Linked DNA regions of Triticum aestivum: region 1 is linked to region 2. Evidence: chromatin contacts called from public Hi-C data. All regions are on one chromosome and are shown on one strand. Each heading gives the region's core, a stretch centred on a gene start, on an enhancer-like site or on the middle of the called end of the contact. The rest is flanking DNA. Distances are from core to core; before and after follow the strand shown.

The links. Hi-C and Micro-C count contacts between places; a contact is called where the count stands out from the background.
Region 1: a contact with region 2 is called in a Hi-C map of leaf, with 5 times the contacts expected there. The contact joins the promoter of LOC123122942 here to the enhancer-like site in region 2. A contact is called at or near these places in 3 of 5 Hi-C or Micro-C datasets (all in leaf).

The regions. Positions count from the first base shown.
Region 1 is chr1B:341,109,930-341,114,754 of IWGSC CS RefSeq v2.1, forward strand. It overlaps LOC123122942 (7-methyl-GTP pyrophosphatase), which reads left to right and starts at 3,302. Exons shown (of 11, transcript XR_006460436.1): 1 at 3,302-3,564; 2 at 3,648-3,719; 3 at 3,800-3,874.
Region 2 is chr1B:340,669,493-340,674,339 of IWGSC CS RefSeq v2.1, forward strand. No RefSeq gene overlaps it. Among protein-coding and RNA genes, the nearest start is that of LOC123091165, 91 kb to the right of the region's middle. Within about 2 kb of position 1,524, at least 6 of the 8 cell types and tissues checked have an H3K27ac peak or open chromatin away from gene starts, as enhancers often do. A contact at or near this core is called in leaf, where this site is marked.

The sequences.
Region 1 (4,825 bases), core at 2,052-4,551, 440 kb after region 2:
AAGACATAATTGCCTTGTTAGTATGCTTGAAGTATTATTGTTTTTATGTCAATATTAAACTTTTGTTTTGAATCTTACGGATCTGAACATTCATGCCACAATAAAGAAAATTACATGGATAAATATGTTAGGTAGCATTCCACATCAAAAATTCTGTTTTTATCATTTACCTACTCGAGGACGAGCAAGAATTAAGCTTGGGGATGCTTGATACATCTCCAACGTATCTATAATTTTTGATTGTTCCATGCTATTATATTATCTGTTTTGGATGTTTTATATGCATTATTATGCTATTATATTTTTTTTGGGACTAACCTAACCTATTAACCTAGAGCCCAGTGTCAGTTCCTATTTTTTCCCCTGATTTTGAGTTTCGCAGAAAAGGAATATCAAACGGAATAAAGCCTCCGTGATGATTTTTCTTGGACCAGAAGACAACCAGGAGACTTGGAGATGAAGTCGAAGGAGCCACGAGACGGCCACAAGGACGGAGGGCGCGCCTAGGGGGGTAGGGCACCCCCCACCCTTATGGGCCCCTCGTGCACCTCCTGACCTAATTCTTTCGCCTATATATTCCCATATATGCCCAAACCAATAGAGGCATCCACGAAAACACTTTTCCACCGCCACAACCTTCTGTACTCGTGAGATCCCATCTAGGGACCTTTTTCGGCATCTTGACAAAGGGGGATTCGACAATGGAGGGCTTCTACATCAACACCATTGCCCTTCTGATGAAGCGTGAGTAGTTTACCAAAGCCTACGAGTCCATAGCTAGTAGCTAGATGGCTTCTTCTCTCTCTTTGATTCTTAATACCATGTTCTCCTCGATGGTCTTGGAGATCTATTCGATGTAATACCTTTTTTTTGCGGCTTGTTTGCCGAGATCCGATGAATTGTGGATTTATGATCAGCTTATCTATGAATATCATTTGAATCTTCTTTGAATTCTTATATGCATGATTTGATACCTTTGTAATTCTCTTCGAATTATCGACTTGGTTTGGTCAATTAGATTGGTTTTTCTTGTAATGGGAGAAGTGCTTAGCTTTGGGTTCAATCTTGTGGTGTCATTTCCCAGTGACAGTTGGGGAAGCAAGGCACGTATTGTATTGTTACCATCAAGGATAAAAAGATGGGGGTTTCATCATATTGCTTGAGTTAATTCCTCTACGTCATGTCATCTTACTTAATGCATTACTCCGTTCTTTATGAACTTAATACTCTAGATGCATGCTGGATAGCGGTCGACGTGTGGAGTAATAGTAGTAGATGCAGAGTCGTTTCGGTCTACTTGACACGAACGTGATGCCTATATTCATGATCATTGCCTTAGATATCGTCATAACTTTGCGTTTTTCTATCAATTGCTCGGCAGTAATTTGTTCACCCACCGTATTATTTTCTATCTTGAGAGAAGCCTCTAGTGAAACCTATGGCCCATGGGTCTATTTTCCATCATATAAGTTTCCGATCTACAATCTTAGTTTCCGATCTACTATTCTTGTAATCTTTTACTTTCCGATCTATAAACCAAAAATACCAAAAATATTTACTATATCGTTTATCTATCTCTATTAGATCTCACTCTTGCAAGTAACCGTGAAGGAATTGACAACCCCTTTATCGTGTTGGGTGCAAGTTTGTTCGATTGTTTGTGCAGGTATTCAGTTATTTGTGTGTTGTCTCCTACTGAATTGATACTTTGGTTCTCAAGCTGAGGGAAATACTTATCTCTACTTTGTTGTATCACCCTTTCCTCTTCAAAGAAAAAACCAACGCATGCTCGAGAAGTAGCAGTCGCTCGCCATCTCCTCCATTTCTTTCAATTTCAAGACTCTTTTTTATTCAGCATACTCTTTTCTCGCAATGACAATGGCTTCAAATCCTTCTTTAAGATCATTGTCTCCAGCCTTTGACCCCCTTTTCTCCTTCCATCGGGCCTATATGCTTGGCAACCGAGTGAGGAGGGGGAGGAGGAATCGAGTGAGGAGTGGGGCTCATCCTCCCCTCCTCACCACCAACACCGTCATCATCACGATCAACAACCAAGCTCTTCCTCCTAGGAACTTCAAAAGCTTCATGATCCTTCCACTTCTCCTCATGCTCGAGCTCTTCGTAAGAAAGTTGGAAAGTGAACGATTTTCTTTTATTCTTATTCTTATTCCCGTTCTTCGCTCTTTCTTGGAAGAAACCTTGAGCAAGCATGAGCTACATAAACAATAAAGAAACTCGGTTAATTAGGAACATATGCATACTTAGAGAAAGCATTTGAATGTAGCAAGCAATTACCATGTCCGTTTCATTGCAACCACTTGGGTTCATGCGATCGGCATTGACCAAGCAACCCCCACATTTTTGACATTCGACGTTTATAGTGGACCGTCGATGCCGAATAGAATCCAATGGTCGATAATGGCCACTTGTGTTCCGTTCATCAATAATTCTTTGATGCGCTTTTAACATGTGCTAGCCAATTAGTCAATTCCGACGGAGGCATCAAGAGAGACTCGCTTCCAAGCCATACATCTCGTCTGTCAAGATTCTCATCATCATATGGCATATCATATTTTTGGGATGAAAAAACTTGAAAAACAAAATCTTCATTCACAACATTTGTCAAGTGCATAAATGTATCATCATCAAGATTACAAATGCATGCACACACAATCTCACATTCTATTGATATCAATACGACAAAAGAACAATGAAGAAGAAGAAGAATATTTAATACCTTTGCGGCATTTCATCAAAAAAGTTGGAGACGATGCCACCACGTCGGCGACGGGACAGGGGGGAAGGGGAGGAGGTGCGCCAGCAGCAACAACAACACACAGCCGCAGACGACGATGACAACGAAGAAACATCAGCAGCCGCGGCCGCCTTCGTCTTCTCCGGCCGGGATGAAGCCACGACAGGGTCGTGCAGCGGCCGCTTCGAGCCGCCACCACGTGGTTTGACTGTGGAAGCCTTCTTCCTCGCCGGTGCTTCTATTAAAGATGCTTTTAGGAGTCGGAGAGGAACCGCTTGAAATTTGAGAATGCGTATAAGGGACGAAAATTTATGCATTCGGCCAGAGATGCTCTAATCTGAGTAGGGGATGTTTTGGCTCATTTTAGAGACATACCCAGTTTTAGGTCATACTCCCAAATTACATGTGGCGAAAATGAATAAAAGTGGATGTATTTATAACTAAACTACGTCTAGATACATCTATTTCCGTGACAAGAAATTCCGGACGGAGGGATTACTATATATAGGACTTCTTACATATGCGACAGATGCAAAATGTCGCGTACAAAATTTCTTTCTTCCACGTTGAATTTATTACTGACTGGAGGAAAAATGCAATCTTCCCACCGTCCCTGCAATCTCCTATGCCCGGTGGCGCCATATGCGACCGCCGCACCCCGTCCTCAACAGCGGCCGCCGCATCTTCTCGGAACCCACCCGCAGCGCCTCCTCTCCCCTCCGCGCCGCCACTCTGAAGCCCGCCTTCTCTCCGGCGTGACCCCAATGACCACATCCTCCTCCCCCACCGCGAACCCCCAGCCATTCAAGGTTCGCCTCACGGTTAACAAGCCCCTTCGTTTGGCTCACCGCTAGTCTCAGTGCGTGACATGTGTTGAGTGAATTTGTCGCAGTTGATCCTGGGGTCTTCGTCAGTGGCCAGGAAGAACATCCTCAACGAGATGGGGTTCGAGTTCCAAGTCATGGTGGGTTGGGCTGTCAGTTATAGTTTCCTTTAGAAAGAATTGAAGCTATTCCTTGAGTGGATTGGGTTTCTTGGTTTCAGACCGCGGACATCGACGAGAGGAGCATAAGAAGGGAGGATCCGGATGAGCTAGTCATGCTTCTTGCGGAGGCCAAGGTAGAATCTTTCCCCAGTTTTTCTACTAGGTAATTGCCTGTGCGTTGCTACTAGAGTCAACAATTTTCAATGCAACAAGAGTACCATAAAAGCCATGGTGTTTCGAGGTCACCAGACAATACACTTGATCTTACAAACATGATCCACATTAAGATACATAAGCATCAATTTTGCATAGCAATGTCAAAGCAAGCACGAACGAAGGACAGTAAACACCATGATAGCCAAGTTTCAATTAAAGGAAGCAAGTTAACATCATGATAGCTGAATTCACCACAACTCTCTCTTTCAAATTATTTTTCCTATGATGCGGCTAAAATATTCCTAAGGCTTACATGAATCATAAATCACCAGGAGTTCCTGTCATACGTCATTTCATCAATTAAAAAGTTCCTCCATAGTGTGTGGCCATTATGTGCATAAGTCGGATACATGTAAATCTCAAAGTTCTGTTAAAAAGTTTTTCCGCAAGACTGTACCACTTCAAATTAAAATGGTATTTGTTGTCCTCTTTAACCAATTCATTCTCCCATGTAAGCATATAACATGAAGAAAGTAGTAATGTATTATGATCACATGACTTCTTAGCCATTTAGATAGTCAATACTTCCTTTGAAACAATCTCAAGCTAGTAAGATGAAGAAAATAGTACTGGATTGATAAGCCGAAGTGTCAATTTCCTAGAAAAAATACATAGTACTCAAATACTTATTTTATTAATCGATCCTTTAAACCTTGTGTATGCTAGCAACCAAGATCTCCATCCACTACTTAAAATCGAGACCTCCCCATGGTCCTGCTCCTCCACACTACCAGGTCGCCTCGCCATTGTCATTCTGCGTGGGCTTTGTTGTCTGCCGAGGTGACAACAGCTCCACGACGGCCTCCTCTGAGCTCCTGTGCTTGTCGAGCCGGAACATGGCGACGGCGCTGCTGGCTCGCGCGGTGCAA
Region 2 (4,847 bases), core at 274-2,773:
AAGGAAATTCCGGATGATTCTGTTGACCTTCTTGAGGATTGGAAGAGAGAGAGTCATGACGAGTAAGATGTGCACGGGCATGGCAGATAACACATGCCGGACCAAGGCCAAGCGCTCACCACGGGCATGGCAGATCAACAATATCACTAGGGACGCTGAAGTGGACAGCTTGGTGGAGTTAAATTCAACAAAAAACATGAGTCGTGGGAAAACAAAAGCTTTTGTGTCAACTTGATGGAGTTAAATCGACAAAAATCATGAGCAATGGGAAAACTTGAAGACACGGCCGGTCCCATCGATCATAGCAACCCATGCACGGAGTTATCATGTGTGTCCCCATTGCCAGGGCCATCCATTCAATCCATTCACGTGGAGTCGTGGAGGCTCGACGGCCAAGCACGTACTAGTTCAGCTTTCTTGTACCAACAGAAGAGAAATAAACTAGTAGGTAAAATAAGAGTATACAACAAGAAGATGAAGATCAGTGCACATCTAAGCGGCGGGGTACGTACGCCCCGGAGGCGGAGAGGACGTACAGGAGCACGGCTGAAGCCTCCATAGCGCCAACAGCGCTGGACGGCCTGTCAAGACAGCGACCGGTGCATGCTGCGTCGAAACGACCGATCGACCGTGAGATTAAGTACGGCATTCAAACGCCTCCCAATTCTAAATGCTTCTTATTATTAGCTAATACTCCCTCTGTTCCAAAATAGATGACTCAACTTTATACTAACTTTAGTACAAAGTTAGTACGAAGTTGGGTCATCTATTTTGGAACGGAGGGAGTACTAACAGGCAGGGACGGGCTGGCCTGGCCTTGTCGTCTCCCCGCAGATGACCAAACAAGCACCGTCGTCGCTCGAGGCTCGACTGACCCGTCAGCCGTCGTGTACGTACGTACCGGCCACAGCTGCTGCTCAACGTACGCTACTGCCGATTGATTACTAATAATTGGTTAGATAGCTGCTGCTGCTAAGGTCTAGCTGGCACGCAGGATTTGGGATTAGACCGTATGTATTAATCGTCGATCCTTGTAATAAGCGGCCTCTCACACGCCCAGGAGCTGCTGGCTATGCGTCTGTAGGAACGCGATCACGCAAAGGCCGGATATATATGGTGTTATTATGACGACCCTCCACGAGAAAACACTACTGGAAACTCATGCATGCATGTCACGTTCAGACGTTGATGCTATACCTTACCTACTTACTATACTTGATGACATGATTCCTTTTTAGAAATTATTACGAGTGGTTAAAAGACATTGTATTCGACTGATGCTGTGTTTCGAATACGAGAGATTCACAAACAGATTGCATTAATGCGGTACACTAATCATCAAACAAACGGACCAGATTAAGCTACCTACTGACGGCAGGTGGCTGCACCTGCGTAGATACGTACCCTTGCATGTCGGCACAGGCAGATCCTTAAAGCCGCAGAGGATCCTGGGCCACGAAGGTGGACCCAGGCCGTGCCACGGAAAGGTCTACCGGGCCCGCGCGCACAGCGGGAGTGTTTGATGCAGCCACGTGGTGGGTCCCGTCTCCACGTCTCCTCCAACACGGCCCGCCTGGCCTCCAGCCCCGGCTCCAACCGTTCGGCTCGGTCGGCTCGGTCGTCTCCACGATTAAATTCAGGCTCGGCTTAACCCCGAAACGGAAAACAGCCTCGGGTGTATCCGGTTTATTTAGCATCAGTACATACACAAGCGCTTATATACACGCGCATACACTTACCTTTACAAACGCACACGCACACCCTATTTTTATGAGCATTTTTTGAAAGACTGGGCCGACATATCATCTTGAGATTTACGAAGTTACTGTAAGCACCTCGTCGTCGACGGGAACGTCTCCTCTCACTGAAAGCGCATCACCGAAAATCCTGAAATAAATTTAGAAACAATGCGAGCACCGGGATTTAAACCCTGGTGGATTGAGAATATCATTGTCCACCTAACCATCTCAACCACATGTTGGTTCGCCTCTCGGATGTGTACTGTTACGGTACAGGAACAGTAAGGACACGTTTTATCTGTAACAACGCAGACGCTTGTTTTGAACTTGTCTGTCTTTGTAAAGCGCTGTGAGACGTTCTGCACACCGCAGCCGGCTCTACCCGAATAAATAATTTATACGTATCATTTTTTGGGTCACGTGATTGTAGTGTAATTCTAGATAATATGAAGCGTTCCATTCGCTCAACCACATCAAAGCTTGAAGCACCTGGTTCATCAAACGAACAAGAGGTAAAAACGATGGGCGTGGCTAACTGACAGTCGACTGAAAACAGTTTTGTGACAAGTCGACTCTAACTGAATTGTTGATCAGGATTCAATGGATCCCGGATCATCTTCTATCCTATGCGTTCTTTCCCTAGAGCAGGAGTGAGATGAAGTTGTAATTGTTTTGTATGACTTTGTATATATTTTCTTAACGTTATGAAATTACCGTAGAACTATTGTTCTACGGTCTCAGTTTCAAAAAAAAAATCTTCTATCCTATGCCAATGCACTGTTATCCTCTTCCTCTGACTGCCGCTGATCGCCGCTCCGCCCTCCCCTCAACCGTGACCCACTGTCGTGTTGCTGCCCCCGACCATCCCTCTAACCTCGGTGTTGACCTTTTTTTGTCCGACGAACTTGCACCACTGTCGTGCTGCCACCTCCACCCCTCCGGCTAACGATAGATCATGGGGAAACTTTTCTGGCGAGCCAGCGACTGCTTCTTCCTTTCCTCATGCACATGTTTTCTTCTAGCAAAAATCGACTAACCCAAATTGAATTTTCAGACTACTGACATTTAGTTATTGTGAGAAACAATACTCTGGACGCCCTCATTCCACCGTGCACACTTTAATAGTCATTTGTTTTACATATTGATTAAGCCAGTTGGAACATGACAATGTCATAGAAACTCTTAGAGTACTACAACATTTTTTTAGGAAACTAACAAAGTTAACAATAAGTGTTACTACATAATAGTACACATTATTAATTTTCATAGAACATGGTTAATAGTATAGTCAGCTACTGGCTATATGATGTTGTCATGTCATAAATAGCCATCACTTATCTCTACTTCTAATGGACGAGTTGGTGAATCGTCTCCGCGGTTTATTTTCGCTGGGTTTTTTCGTCTCTCCTCCCACCACCCCCTCCCACCCTGGTCCACGGTTTATTTTCACTGGTTTTTTTCTCTCCTCCCACTACCCCCTCCCACCCTGATCCATCGGTTTATTTTTCTCTCCACTCTTTATTACAACCAGAACTTTCCTAACGTATAACAAATCACGGATCTAACTTCCTTAAATTATGCAAATCAATCAATTCCTTTTATTGGTTCAATTTGTCTTAGGAAACAAATAACAGATTTTCAGGAAACAAATAATATATTTTAATCTAACTTCCTTAAATTATGCAAATCAATCGATTCCTTTTATTGGTTCAATTTGTCTTAGGAAACAAATAACAGATTTTCAGGAAACAAATAATACATTTTAATCTAACTTTTCTAACTTATCTAAATAAATCGATTTCTCTTATTAGTGAATTTTGTTTTAGGAAACAAATAACAGACACGTCACAACTTTCCTCCCAATAAATAGTTTCTTAACATTTGTAAACTGTCCTAATCAGACACGTCACAAACGGGCAGGTACTGATATCACGTTACCAAACAATAAAACCCCATTTGCATAGAAATCAGTTCAAAAATCCTAACTTTCCTAAATTTTTACCTTTCCTTGATAATAACCAATATTTCCTATATTTTCCACCTATTGAAAGAAATCACCCCTCCATCGATATTAGCATTTTTTTAACTGAGATCTCCGGGTTATGATTTTTTTTTTGCGATTCTTTCCAGTTGTGACCTCTCCTTTCACTCCGGCTCCTTCTCGCATAAACACCTCCACCACAGCCAGGTGACACCGCCCCAGACCTCCTGCCTCTACACACCTTCTCCGCCACCTCCTTCTCGTACTCCATTAACAATCCCTCCGCCACATTTGTCCACGGCGGTGTCGAGGGCATGACGCAGTAGCGTACCAGCGGTAGAGCAGCGCATATCAGCAGGAAGCAACACGCAGCAGGCGAGGCAAGCGGCCGACGGTGGAGGGCAGAGGTGCGGCCAGCGTGGCTGAGGGGGCGGCCGGCAGAAGATGGCCATGACTAGAGGCGATGCTCGGCAGGGGCGCGACAACGGGGCGAACGAAGGATAGGCGGCAGCAAACGGGGCGAGCGCAGCCAGCGAGAGTGTGGCGCGCGGCCAGGGTGTGTGTCGTGCAGGGACACAATGGTGCGGTGGCAGCGGCGAGCGCGACGGCAGCGGCGGGCGCGACCGACGCGGTGTAGCGCGAGCGTGGGCATGGAGAGGGAGTGGCCGCGCGGGCGCGAAAGAAGAGCGGCAGGCTCGAGCATGGGCGTGCATAGGAGCGGGCATGTGCCACGGGGTCAATCCGAGGAGCTCGGTGGCTACCCCTGCAATGGCCATGGCGGACGGCGGTTCTCGGCCACAACGAAATACCTAACGAGAGCAAACGAGAGGGGAAACAGGGGAAAGGTAAGAGGAGATCATGGCGGTGTCAATGGCGCCCTAAGGGAAGACATGGGAGCTCGGGGCAGCGCAGATCGAACGACAATGTCGTGGTGGCCCAAGGTTGAGGAAGACGGCAGCGACGTCGATGCGGGGGTGCTGGATTTGATCTCGTTGGCGCAGACGACGTAGCGAAGGCGTTCGGAGCTGCTCGACAAGCTCCTAGCCCGCAGGGAGGGCAGTGGCCATGTGGACGGGGTCAGTCATGGTGGCCGTGGCGCCTGACTTTGTCCAGATCGACAGGATCGA